Linked DNA regions of Gossypium arboreum: region 2 is linked to region 1. The links are chromatin contacts, called in public Hi-C maps. All regions are on one chromosome and are shown on one strand. Each heading gives the region's core, a stretch centred on a gene start, on an enhancer-like site or on the middle of the called end of the contact. The rest is flanking DNA. Distances are from core to core; before and after follow the strand shown. Region 1 has its middle 13 kb from the start of LOC108486641. Region 2 holds the start of LOC108457414 (dof zinc finger protein DOF1.4-like).

Region 1 (7,186 bases), core at 3,277-5,776:
ATTACTACTAAATGTTCTTTCATTTTCCCCTTTATTATTTAAATAATAAATAGAAAATAAAATTCATGACAAATAAATAAAAAAAATATTAACAATAAAATTAGAAGTCAATTCAAGCTTATCCAAACAAAATATAGTTATGATAGTTGCCACTCTTTGCATGTTATTGTGATAAGGAAAGAATATTCGAAGTAGAAAAATGAAGAAAGAAAAAAGAAGCAAAGAGAAGAGAGGACGAGATTTCAGAGAGAAGAAATGAAGAAGAAAACCATGTGTATTTTCATAACTGCCTCACCCATTTCTGACTGGTCAATAAAAAGGGTAAGTAACGAAAAAAAATTAACAACCTGGCAATTAAGAAATAAGCTCAAAACGCGCAGCTTAACTTGTACGACTACTTACCCTAAACTCACCATTTTAAGTACTAATCTAATTCCCCCTTTACACTCACCGTTTTCATTAAAATACTAAAGTCCCAAAACGAGGTGTTTTGATACAATACTAAAATTAATAGAATTACAAAAATAGCTAGTCGTTGTTACTAATTATTCCATATCAAGTAGTCCCCTCCCGAACATGATCCTTGTCCTCAAGGATCAAACAGTGGAAATTTCTTCTAAAACTCGCTCAAACATTCCTAAGTTGAATCTTTAGGAAAAGTGTTAGTCTATTCCACTAACACCTCAGTAGTTGTTTAATTCCCTGTTTTCACATTCTTCTATCGAGCATGCGAACTGGTAGCTTGACAAGGTTTTCTTCAAAATCTGCACGAGGTAATGTAGTAGAACCAGGAACTGAGCCAATGTGTTTCTTGAGCTGAGGCACATGAAAAGTAGAGTGAATACTAGCATCAGCTGGTAAAGTCAGTTTGTATATGACCTTGCCACTCTTGGCTTCGACTGGATAGGATCCAAAATAGTGAGGAGATAATTTCTGGTTGCCCCGTTTCCTGATGGAGACTTGTCTGTAGGGTTGAAGTTTCTAATAGACCAAGTCACCTACTTGTAATTCCCTTCCAGAGCACCTCTTTTCAACCATCTATTTCATTCTCTCTTGTGCCCTCTTCAAATGGAATCACATCATGTTCCTAGTTGCTTCCCTCTGATGTAAACCATGGTCTACAGTTACAACTGGTTAGGATCCTGCCAATCAGGGTATACGGTAAAGAGGTTCTTAGCCATACAAGGCCTCATATGGAGTGATCTGTATGGCAATATGATAACTACTATTATACCACCATTCTGCTAGGGACAACCATAACACACAGCCAGAAGGCCTTTCCCCTGACATGCACTTTAAATACCCTTCTAAGCATATATTTAAGACCTTATTTTGGTCATCAGTTTGGGGGTTATAAGTAGTGGACAGATGAAGCTTAACCCCTAACTATTTGAATAAGGCTTGCCAAAATGAACTAATGAAGATCTTATCTCTATCAGAAATAATGTATTCAGGTACTCCATGAAGTTTGTAGATTTGGTCAAGGTACTATTGAGCCACAGTAAATGTGTCCCCCTATAGCTTCACCATGGAATAAATCAAAAAGCTTCTTCCTTAATTCGAGATTCTACCCCACTACTGCTTTTCCCTTTCTTCTTAAGATTTTTCCATCCCATGAGTACTTTGGGTGAAGTTAAGGCTTGTGCTGCAAGTTAAGACAGATCTGTTGCAATGTAGGGTAAGTAAAGTAGGAATCAATGATTTGTCCCCATACCTCAGACCAAGAAATGATTCCAATGCATTGTAGCAGTTAGCCCTCAAGTGAATGGTCCCTTTTAGATAGTGCATTAGCTACTGTATTCTGTTCCCCTTTTCTGTAGGTGATTGTGTAATCATATCCAAGCATTTTGGCCTCCCATTTTTGCTGATAAAGTGTAATGACCTGCCTGCCAGAGAGGAATCGCAGACTTTGGTGGTCAGTTTTGATGTGAAAATGCCTGCCCACCAATTAGGGGTTCCATTTTTTAACAGCTAGCAAGACTACTAACGTCTCCTTATCATAGATGGACAAAGCTTGGTGTCTAATCCCTAAGCCTTTACTGAAATAAGCAATAAGTCTCCTCTTCTATTGTAGTACAGCTCCCAACCCCTAAGCACAGGCATCAGTCTCAACATAAAAATCTTCTTTGAAATCTGGCAGAATCAGTACTGATGCTTGAGTTACTGCTGCTTTGAGATGTTCAAAGGCTTCTTGTGCACTGTCAGACCACTACAGGGAACCTCTTTCTTTAACAAGGCTGTTAAGGGCTTGGCTAATACCCCATAGTGTCTTATAAATCTTTTGGAGTATCCAAATAGGCCCAAGAATCCCCTCAAGTCCTTTACTGAAGTAGGTGTGAGCCAATTAAGAACCCCTTCAACCTTTGTTGCTTCTATAGAGACTAACCCTCTAGATAATATGTGCCCCAAATACTCCACGAGTACTACCAAAAATACATTTTCCCTTCTTAGCATACAACTGATGATGCCTCAATATACTCAGAGCCTCCCTCAAATGTCTCAAATGTTCTGACCAGTTAGCAGAATACACCAAAATGTCAAAAAAAAAAAAACACGGATTTCCTCAACAAATGTTTGAAAATACTATTCATTAGGGACTGAAAGCTGGAAGGTGCATTGGTCAAGCCAAATGGCATAACCAGAAACTCATAGTGACTTTCATGAGTCCTAAATGTTGTTTTATAGATGTCACTCTCCCACATTCTGATATGATGATAACCAGATCTCAGGTCTAGCTTTAAAAAATAAACAATTTGTCCCAATTGATAAGGAGTTTCTCAATCACTGGTATTGGAAATTTATCTTTTATAATCAGTTGGTTAAGCTGTATATAATCCAGACATAACCTCCAACTACCATCCTTCTTTTTCACCATAACAATTGGTGATGCAAAGGGACTATTACTGTCCCTCACTATCCCAGCTTGTAGCATATCCCTGAGAAGCCTTTCTATTTTATTCTTCTGAACAGCAGGATATTGATTGGGTCTGATCTTGATCACTTAAGATTCATCTTAAAGAGGTATTATGTGATATTGCATTCAAACAGGTGGTAATCCTGCAAGAAGTTGAAACACATCAGCAAACTCAACTAGGAGCAACTAAATATCCTGGTGTAAGGGCTGAGATAGCAAGGATAAGGCTGCTTGAGTTGTGGTGGCCAGTAACATAGGACTAGGACCTTGTCCTAACAGGCTAAAACACTTGGACAATTGAGTACCAAACAAAATTTGAAGACCGATAGGAAGAATTCCTTGAAGGGTACAAGTCTACACCAAATGCTCAAACTGCATGGTTAGAGAAGAAAAATTCCAAACAATGGACCCTAGGGATAGAAGCCATTGAATACCAAGAACTAAATCACAAGGTTAAGTGAATAATTTATACCCTTGTGCTTCCCAGGCCACTGATCGATAAACCCCTTGAGTTGCTAGTTGCACACCATTAGCAACCATCACTTTGAGCTTGCATGTAAGATCTACTTGTAATTGCAACTTTCTCACCAACCTGGAATCTAGAAAGTTGTGAGTATTACCAGAATCAACAAGAATAATAGCCTTCAGGTGACCAATCCGAGCTGACAACCTCATCGTATTATGACCTTGAGAGCCATTAAGGGCATGTAAGGACAACACTGGAGCTACCGAGTCAACTTCACATTCCATGGTTTCCAATTCTTAGGGAAATCTTGGAACTCTTCAGAAGAAGGACTGTTGAGCTCATTATTTTGCTCAATGGAAGCCTCAATCACCAGTTGACAAAGATGCGATTTAATAGATTTATGCCCTGGTGTATATTTGGATGCACATAAAAACATAAACCTTTTTTTTTCTTTTTTCATCCATTTCAGATTGGGAGATGACCTTAATAGGTGTTTTGGAACTAGTAACCATGGAGTGATAATCCCCTGAGGTAAGGAAGTGCCCAGGGTTGTTGTATGCTTTCACAAGAGGAAACAAGGGCTTGGAGTAACTAGAGTTACCCACTATAGGAGTATTTTTCTTAGGACCATTGCTTACAATATCCTCCATTTGCAGAGCAATCGTTAACCCTTCTACTAAGGTTGTAGGTTTAAATAACCTCAAATATTATCCAATCTCAGATTTAAGATTGTGAAAAAAAAATGCTCAATGCATAACTTTCTGGTAAATGCAATTGGTTCAAGAGGCTTAAAAAGTTATCATAATAGTGCTCGATTATTTCAAAGCTACCATCTCATTTACGGGATCCAAAACCCTAGTAGATTTGAACCTTTTTTGTAGTGCCCGAGCATTCAACTCCCAAGTAAAATGATGAAGACCTCGATGCCATTATGCAAAGAAAAAATGCCAATCAAGGGCTCTGCCTTCCAGATTCAGCATTACCATCCGAACTTTAGCCTGATCTCCTACATTCTTAACCTCAAAAAGCTGTTCTAGTTTGGACCACCAGCTTCGAAAATTCTTTCCATCGAAGCGAGGACGTTGCAACTGAAACATTTTTCCCACAAAATCTACTATGTTGACTTGAGAATGAGTGCCCAAGTGCCCCACATCTGCTGCTGGTGACATAGCTAATCTATCCTCAGGTGGAAACCTTGGTGGAGTTGTGCCCAAAGTCCCTTGCCTCGATCTTGACCCATTCCATGAGCACTGGTAGATAATTGCCCAAAGTATTGCTCAAGGAATGAATGCAACTCAGTCCTAATTTCTCCCTGATTTCACCTTTGAACTTGTCACTAAAGTCCTTGAACCGGGCATCCAACTTGGCATCCAATTTGGCGTCCAGTTTGCTGTCAAGATGAGAAAATTCATGTTGCAGCAGACCTATTTCCTTTTGTAGGCGCATAGCGATTCCACTGTTGGCCATGAGAATCGTGTTGGCTTTGATACCTTTGATGAGGAAAGAATGTTCGAAGCAAAAAAAATAAAGAAAGAAAGAAGAAACAGAGAGAAGAGAGGACAAGATTTCAGAGTGAAAATGTGCATCTTCATAACTGCCTCACCTATATCTAATTGGTCCATAAAAATGGTGAGTAACAGACAGAAATTAACAATTTGGTAGTAATAGAAATAAGCTCAAAATGCACCGCTTCACTTGTACGACTACTGCCCCAAAACTCACTGTTTTAAGTATTGATCTAATTCCCCCTTTCATTAAAATACTGAAATTCCAAAACACAGCGTTTTGCTACATGTACATAATTATTTAGGATTTTTCTATATATTTTACCACTTTTGACTTAATAATTATATTAATCTTGATTAATTGCTAATAAATTAAGTGAATTTTTCTTAAATGTTAATAATGGACATAAAATTATAAAATATACAAATTTGTGCTTTATTACATGATTTTTATGCATAAATTACATTATTTCATGTCATTTATTAATATGTTGATTTTTTCATGCAATAGGGCCATAGAGTTGATTCAATAAATTAATTATATTATAATGTGCATAGACATGAGCTATTTTCTCATGTATTGGACGACAACAACCATGCAAAATTGGATCATTTAATTATCATCTTAACCCAATAAAAAATGGTGATATATGTTGGATCAGTCTACAAATTTACTGGGTCATGGAGCCGTCCAATCCAAGAGGAGACAAGCCCAATTCAGCAACCACACTTGGGTAGCCAAAAATAAACTCTGGGACAATTATTTAGAGGTCCCTGCACTTGGTAGAATGTTTGAAATTGACACACAAGGTTTGCTTGAGAAACCGTCCAACCCTAGCTAAATAAAGCATGATCTTGTGCTCAAATCGAGCAACTAAATCACCCACCTTTCCACGCATCATGGCCGGCTATAGGAGGGAGAGAATCAAGAGAGATGTGATGCTATTTTTAGCAAAATCAGCCACCAACTTCACCTATAAATACTGCGCACCTTTCATCTTTTAAATCATCCATTAATCCATTCATTCATCAAGCATGTCTCATTCCTTCGTTCTCTCATTTCCCTTCTTTATTTCCACGCCAAGCCACTCTATTTTCCTTTCCATTCTTTAGCCAACAAAAGCCTTGTCAAGACCATCTCTTCTCCGGCCACCTTGAGAAACCCTTAGCAAAGGAGCAACGGGCGGATCGAAGAAACACCTCAGTCAGAAAGATCTAAAAGGTTACTGAATTGAATTAGAGTTTACTCTTTCCTCCTTGTTGTTTAATTTAAACATGTTTGCTAAGTGTTTATTGATCTTGCAATCAACAATGATAGCTTAATTTTTAGCTAGGATGATTATGTTAAGCCAACAATATTCATTTGATTCATGTTTAACGTGTTTGTGCCTCAGTCGATCATGTTTTCAATTAAAATCAAGATGTATTTCATTCATACGTGATTGGATGCATTTAGATTAGCTGAGCAATCCTAACCAAACGACAGCTAGTAGACGCATAATTGAAAAGTGTAATGCTCAATTTGGATCATTAAACCCGATTAAATTAGAGGTTCATAATATCTTTAGTTAGCTCTATTATCTTGCATAGTTTTTAGGTTTATGTTATTAAACTGTTTTAAACTTAATTGTCCCTGCTACCTTGCATAAATACTAAGAAACCCTTAGGTTAATATGATCAGTAAAATGCATGTTTCATTAAGTAAAATATCTGAGAGGACTCAATTTGGTTTCCAAACTCATGAAAGATTGACTTGCCATGGAAAGTTTTCCGAACACTGTTAAGCATGATGAAAATGAATTAAATTGATTAATATGATTATCCTAGCCTATTTATGTTATTGATTGTTGAAATTGTGTTTTTGTTGCTAAAATCCATTCATGCATTTAGATCATTTGCATTTAGATTTAATTGCATAAAGATCATCTTGCATCTAGATAATTTAATGTAATCATCCACCACTCAAAGTATTGTGTTTTAACCACCAAATTTTTAACTTATAATTTTACAAATAATCGATTAACATACACAGTCCCTGCGGAGACGATAACTCATTTTACTTACTTACTACTTGAACGATTGTGTACACTTGCACAAAAATACCGTTACATTACAATACTGAAATTAGCAGAATTACAAAAACAGCTAGTCGTTGTTACTAATTATTCCATATCATATTGAAAATTAGAAATATGCAAAGACAAAAATCTCAAGGCTTTACCTATTTCTAAAAGAAAATTTGAATTTAAAAAAGAAGAATTGAAGAGACGTTGACGGTGATCCTGATGCTCATGCCATTTT
Region 2 (7,186 bases), core at 3,512-6,011, 540 kb before region 1:
CATGTTTGCTTTTTTAATTTGAGGTGGTTTTTACATACATGAAATGAAAAGCCTTGAAACTCTAAAGTACAGAGACAGTACCAGAGTTTTCTTTCTTTGATAAAACTATCTTATAAAGTACAATTGTAGTACACTTTGTACCGATATTGTATTGACAATCTTCATAATAATAGTTCGAATATATATTCATTCTCTTCTTACTGCCATCCCATCAAACCACTTTTGATTGTTTAGTTTTTCCTTTAGTAATAATCAATATGTAAGTCTTTATATATTGGTTCACTTCAACATTTTTATGTGAAAATTTAACAATTTTCAGGGTCCTTTTTTTTTTTTGGGGGGTGGGGTGCAGATGAAGAGCTTGTAAAGGAGATGTTAATTGAAGGGACTATTCATCCATCATTCTATTTCCTCTACATTTCCAGGTAACTAATTGTCCCCTGTTTTTTTAAAAAAAAAAAATATGAAAGAGGCCCTTTCTTCTTAAGATGGTACCATTACTTCTAAACAATCAAATAAATTGAGGCAAACAAAATCATTTAGCATGTGGCTTTGCATGACACTACTTTAAATTAACATTGTTAAAAACAATGACAATTAAAGTAGTGTCCTGCAAATTTATAAGCTAAATAAAGCTTCCACCAGTAACTCTTAATACTAATATTCTTATTCTTGAAAAAATAAGTCAATTAAAGTAGAAAAATTTAAACTTAAAGGATCATTTCCGTCACTAGGAATCTTTTAAGTCAACATTAATTTCTCCCAATTAAAGGTTGTGCTTTATCATCCAAAGCAACAACGAAGGTCAAAGAGTTTTAGATGAGTGAGGAGGGAAGTGAGTTTTAGATAGGTGGGATACATGGCTTAAGTCCACCCTAGAATTGCTTGTAGATCGAATTATCTATTCAAGTCCAAAAGTCTATTTTAAAAATGAACATTGCTAGAATTTAATATTTATTTTTTATATGAATTGGACTTTAAATAAAAAAATAAATTTATTTTCGAGTTGGTTAAGTCTGAGTTTGAAAAATTGTTCTAGATACTTTGCATGTACCCGATTCGACTCAATCTATATGCTTCTCTAGTCAAGCCTCTTGAACTTGGTAGGTGATGTCAAAATTCGACTTCGTCCGTTTGATAGGCTAATGTTATGGACTGTGCATTAAAACCTGTGATCAAAGCAAACAGAACTATTTAAGGATGTCAATTGATTAAATTAAATTTACTTAACCCATTTGGATCAACTCTGTTCATAAAACATATCAAGAAGTTTATATACTTATAACTTGGTGGTTTAATCAAACACTTGTGAGTATTTATCCAAACTTTAGTATGGATTATTTCTCTTAGCTTAAACTTCCGTGACACTAACATGTGGCTCTACCATTATACAATCTACAAGTTTGTGTTCCATTCACAATGCTGTTGCAGAGTAAATTCTTCTGGTTCTTTCTTGTCAGATGTGATATATCAAAGGCATCACTAAAATTTTCCGATGTCTTGTCTTTCATAATTTGGCTGTGTTATCAAATTAAAGGAACGTGGCAAAATAACATAGTGGCAGTGGCAGAGGCATCGCGATATTTACCAAATTTTCCCGACTGATTTGAGCCGTACGACTTGTTGCTTGAATCTTCCTATCAATGCTTCGAAGGTTTCTGCACATCCCTTTCTCTAACATCAGTCAGTCAAATGAAAAGGCGTTGTGATCATGCATTTGTTACCCTGTGAAACGACACGTTTAGCCTACAATCATTCAAGCACTTCCATTACGAAATTTCGTTGTACCCATACAACACAAAAGGGCAAAACAAAGATTCTTTAATTAAAATAACCAACAATTTAACCATGGCAATGAAACAAATTAGGATACATAGCCCGGAAAGTGTGGCCCCAATGTGCACATGCTCTCAACAAAGCATGTCGGAACAAAGATTTGGGTGCCCTAATAAGCATCAATGAAATTTACAAACACCACAGTTTAGACCGACCTTTATAGGAAAATAGCTAATACAAAAACACATCTACTTTACAACCAAAATGCTGTGGGACAGAATGATTATAAACAAATGGCCTTAAATTATAATTACTAATATTCAAATTATTCAAAAATATATGCATTAATGCATATCCACAAGAATCTTCCATCACATCCAGTTCGCCCATTATAGCTGGAACAAACCCATGTCTGAACCCACCCTTATATTATTATATATACACCAACACATATTTGTATATGATATCCATCACATCTAGCTATTGTTGCATTATTATATTCTTGTTTGTGCCATATAAGAGGTGGACTACTAAATGTACACCTTCACCCTAAACCTGAAACTGCATAATGACAGCTTCAGACAGTGTTTAATTCTATATCTCCTTTTTGAAAGGGCTGATTAATATATATTTAAAAGAAAAAAGTATACTCAGCCAGGCCCAACATCAAGGTCTACTAATTTTATTTTTCTTTCTTTTTTGTTTGTTTCACTTCTTTGTTTCCTTTTGCTATTTTTGCGGTGTTTTTTGTTTAAGGGATAAATAGTGTACCTAAATTTTAATTTTAATGTGTAGTTTTATATATATAATTTTAATTATTTTCAATTTTATAAATTATTAATACAATTATTGATATAGCATCTGTTTATGTTTATATACTGTATATACAAATAATTACATTTATTATCTAAAAATAAATTAATTTATTTATTTTTAAAAATATATAAATGAATCAAATAAAATTTTATATAAACATTTCAAAACCTAATCAAAATTTTATTCTAATTAAAATTCATATAATCTATTTATTTTTAAAATATATAAATGAATCAAATAAAAATTTTATATAAACATTTCAAAACCTAATCAAAATTTTATTCTAATTAAAATTCATATATAATTTCGACTTAATTGTAGAATGTTAAACCTTAGGTGATAGACTATAGTATTTAAAATAAAGAAAAATTATTGTTTGCCGGTAAGTGGAATTAAAAATTCGACAAGTAGAAGTAAGACATAGCATGTGTCTTTAGATAATATTAAAAATAAAAATTAGTTAAAGTAGATAAATTCATTCATTTAACCTTAAACAACCAACAAAAAATAACACTAAAAAAACAAAAACAAAACATAGCATTCTATGAAGTTAACAATTAATATATAACCATAGATTTTAGTTTTTCTTTTTCCATTTTTGGTTCTTGATGTTTCTTTAATAAGCTGTCTGATCTAAGTGTTTTTTTTTCTTGTTACTAATATTCAGATTAAAAATGACAACAAAATATTGAAAAATAGAAGGAAAAAAATCTATCTCAACATTTCCGGGGCAATTTCTAGTTAATTAATCAATCTCAGAAAGGGGAAAATTACCCCCCCCCAAAAAAAAAAAAGAATTCTTAGAGTAACAAATATTTTTAAGAGAGAAAAAAAATTGAACCGGACAACATGTATAATTAATATATATGCATGGTTTAAAGATCTTTCCATGGTTTGATCTCAGAGTCATCCCATGGAATGTTGAGATCAGTAGAGACAAGTGCATCAATATCATCCCAATTCCAGTAGTTTGCCATTTCAATGCCATTGCTGGTAATAGGTTCTTGCCAGGTCTGTGAACCTGTTGGATCCTCCCTCGTTTCTCCACTATAGTTGTAGAGACTCGAAGACTGAAACGAGGCTGATATTGAAGATGGGGATGTTTCCAAAGAATATGAGCTTGAACTTGAAAATGGAAACGGCAAAGGAAATGGAGTCTGTAAGCCTTGAGACATGGTAGAATCCAAGCAGACTCCATTGTTTGTGCTGAAATTTTCTCTCTCCGAGTTTCTGCAATTTACAGAATTTTGCTGCAACGATGAATGAAATTTGATGTTCGGTATGTACTTTTGATCGGCAGGCGGAAGCTGATGCGGTTGAATAGCGGAAGAGGTGGAGCTTTTGATCGTAGTAGTGGTTGTTTTACTGGCAGAAGCGGCGGCGGATGTCTGATGCCGCTTGTTTTTACGGCCTCCACCAACGGGAACATTGCGAAGATTACCACCTTTAGTCCAATGTCTTTTACAGGTCTTGCAAAAATACCTAGGTTGTGACTTGTTATAGTTGTTATAATAACAGAACTTTGTGTTGGAAGAATCACACCTTGGACACTTCAATGGCGGTTCCGATTGCTGCAGCTGGTTTTCTTGATGATGTCGCCTTTTCATTGATGAAGCTTTTGGACGCTCCATAGTTGGAGCCTGCAACAAAGACTGGCCCTGGATCCACTCAACCTCATCACTGGAAACCTGTTTACAACTCAATCCCATCCTTTTCTCTCTCTCTATCTCTATATATGTGTGTGTGTGTGTGTCAACTTCAGAAGCTCTTTCAAAACCATAAAAATTTCAAGCTTTTGAATGGAAGTGAAAGAAGGGATCAGATAATCGGAAGAAGGTGATGAGAAATGAGCAGTCTTTGAGCGCCCTCTCCATCGTTCATATTATACAAAGGGAATAATAATAATATTTAATATTGTAGTATGAGTTAGTAAGGTAAAAAAGAGAATCAAAATTAATGAAATTTGTTTGTTGTGTGGTGTAATGTGATGGTGCAAAAGAACTTTATAGAGCAAAAGGAAATGGAGAAAGAGAGTTGCTTAGGGGTGAAGGTGATGGTGCGGGTTGGTGACACGTGGGATTTGGTGGACCGTTGATAGTGGAGTGATTGAATGATCTGTAAAGAGAAGGGTAAAGAGTTTCATGTTGTACTATATTAAGTATTAAGGAACTGTAACTTAGTTAACCACTTGCATGCACGCGTTGGCTCCGCCATATCTACGAAAATGATGTATCGCCTCGAGGTTCAGTCTATTTTGTGTTTTCATTTAAAATAAATTAATTAATTTTATATGAAAAATTAATATTTTTAAAATTTTTTATCTATTTTATTATTAAAAATAATCATTTTATGTTAGTATGAGAAACAAATAATACACCGTGATAAAAATATTTAATTATTTCATCATTAATATCAATTGTTAACAACTGAAAGGATTGAAATTTTTAATAAAATAGTCTATTTCTTTTTAATATAATACAAAGGGATTAATTTACTTATTTTTAAAGTAAAATAAATAAAATATAATCTACTCTTCCATAATATTCTTATAGCTAAATTGGTAAAATTATTGCCATCAAAGATTCAAGAGTAGCCCATGCCATGATAAAATTGAAATTATGAAAATTTGAGAGTTAAATGTAAGAATCATCTTGTCTTGTATAGTTTATAATCAATATGGTTATAATGATACCCCTTCTAATAAAAAGAGTAGCCAATACCATCCATGCGTAGAAATTTGAAGCTATTGCTATATTTATAGTATAAATAAATATATATGGTTTGTAGCTAGTTAATTAGGGCCCATTTGGTGTCAAATTAGCAGTCACCACCATCCATGAAATTGACTTGTCTCTTTTCTCTAAAATGGCAGAAGAAGCAAAGAAGTCTAAAGTCAATAATTCACTTCATTTCTGTTCCGCACATGAACCCCGAGCGAATCAGATTTAGGGTGTAATTTAGTTTTTTTTATCGTTATAATATTGGTAGAGGTAAGTGATTACAAGGTTTGAATTCATGTTATTTGAGTGTTGGATTAAAGTTTTAATTAATACTTCAACCAAATCTTGGCTCATATTACTATTTTTGAAAGATGATAGTTATGTTAAAATCTGCTTTAGGTTGTTATTCTCTTCACAATAATTTAGTTTTTCTATTTTAATTTTTTGAAATTTAATCTTTTAAATTTAAAATTTTAAGTTCAATTATTAACATAATTAAAATATTTTTTAAATTTATTAGTCTGATATTTTAAAATTTAAAAAAAATCCACTTGATAACTATGCAACCTATAACACTCCACACCCGTGCCCTACCCCGAGACGGCATACGAGGCATTACTAAACTTTAACACAAGCACACGATCATTTCCGAGTCATCAAGACGTGATCAAATTTAAACTTTTTCGAACCTTGATTAATCTTCTTAATACGGACCTACGAGGCCTTAAACATTCATTAGAAATCACTCGGAACCAACTCGGGTCCTTAAACCGACTTAAAAAAATGATTCTTGAAACAGGGCACACGCCCGTGTGGAAGGGCAACACACCCGTGTGGTCATTATAACATAGCTGTGTTGATGGCCCGTGTAAGTATTTAGGGACACGCCCATGTCCCATGCCCATGTGAATTAAATTTTAAATTCGAACTTACAGGGGTTTTCACCCAGCCTGACACACGCCCGTGTCTATGGCCCGTGTCCCTCACACGGCCATGACATGCTCGTGTCCTAGCCCATGTCTAAAAACCTTGACATTCTGTTTCTGACGTCAGCATCCAATTTAAGGTACACGGCCAAGACACACACCCGTGGCCAGAAACTGTGTCTTCCACACGGCTGAGACACACGGCCGTGTCTCTGCCCGTGTGTTTACTACCATGTATACTGAGTTGCAAATTTTACGTGCAGGGGACACACGGCTGAACAACACGCCCATGGGGCTAACCGTGTGTCACACACGGCCCAGACACACGCCCGTGAGTCTACCCGTGTAGACAATATGAGGCTATCTACCAAGCCTTTTGCCACCCTAAAACACAATATAACAACAACCAACATATCAAAGTTTAACTTAATATGATTTTCACAACCAAACAACCATAGCCAAGACCTATATACATCACATATATTCAACCATGCCAACAATTTCACATTCATGAAAGACTAGCTTGCATTCACATAATAACTTTCAATATTAGCCATTTTTCCATGGCCTTATACAAAAATGAATCAAATGCTAAAGTAAGCCAACACATGTGACATCCCTAATTTAACCCTAGTCGGGAAGTGGTTTCGGGACCGCTAAACCGAGTCACCGACATGTTCAAACGTAATATTTATTGTCTAGAATATGTGAAAATACATGTGTGAATTTTGAATTCTTTGATTTAGTTAATTTGATTGTGAATTGAAAGAAAAAGGACTCATGTGAAGGGATTTAAATATATGTGGCTATTTTAAGAGGTTAATAAAGAATGAAGTAAAATAAATGGAGTTGCATGTCAAATACTCCATTTATTTTGGATAAGTGGCCGCCATGACAAGTTATGGGCAAGGGAAACATGTTTCAAACATGTCTAGCTAATGGATTATG

Evidence for each region. Hi-C and Micro-C count contacts between places; a contact is called where the count stands out from the background.
Region 2: a contact with region 1 is called in a Hi-C map of leaf, with 4 times the contacts expected there. The contact joins the promoter of LOC108457414 here to the enhancer-like site in region 1. A contact is called at or near these places in 2 of 5 Hi-C or Micro-C datasets (both in leaf).

Annotation. Positions count from the first base shown.
Region 1 is chr6:43,642,336-43,649,521 of ASM2569848v2, reverse strand. No RefSeq gene overlaps it. Among protein-coding and RNA genes, the nearest start is that of LOC108486641, 13 kb to the right of the region's middle. Within about 2 kb of position 4,526, at least 2 of the 2 cell types and tissues checked have an H3K27ac peak or open chromatin away from gene starts, as enhancers often do. A contact at or near this core is called in leaf, where this site is marked.
Region 2 is chr6:44,180,963-44,188,148 of ASM2569848v2, reverse strand. LOC108457414 (dof zinc finger protein DOF1.4-like) reads right to left here and starts at 4,761. Exons shown (of 1, transcript XM_017756466.2): 1 at 3,305-4,761. The coding sequence starts at 4,301. The coding sequence ends at 3,468. It overlaps LOC108457415 (a long non-coding RNA gene), which reads left to right and starts at 194. Exons shown (of 3, transcript XR_001867095.2): 1 at 194-259; 2 at 353-425; 3 at 1,461-1,841.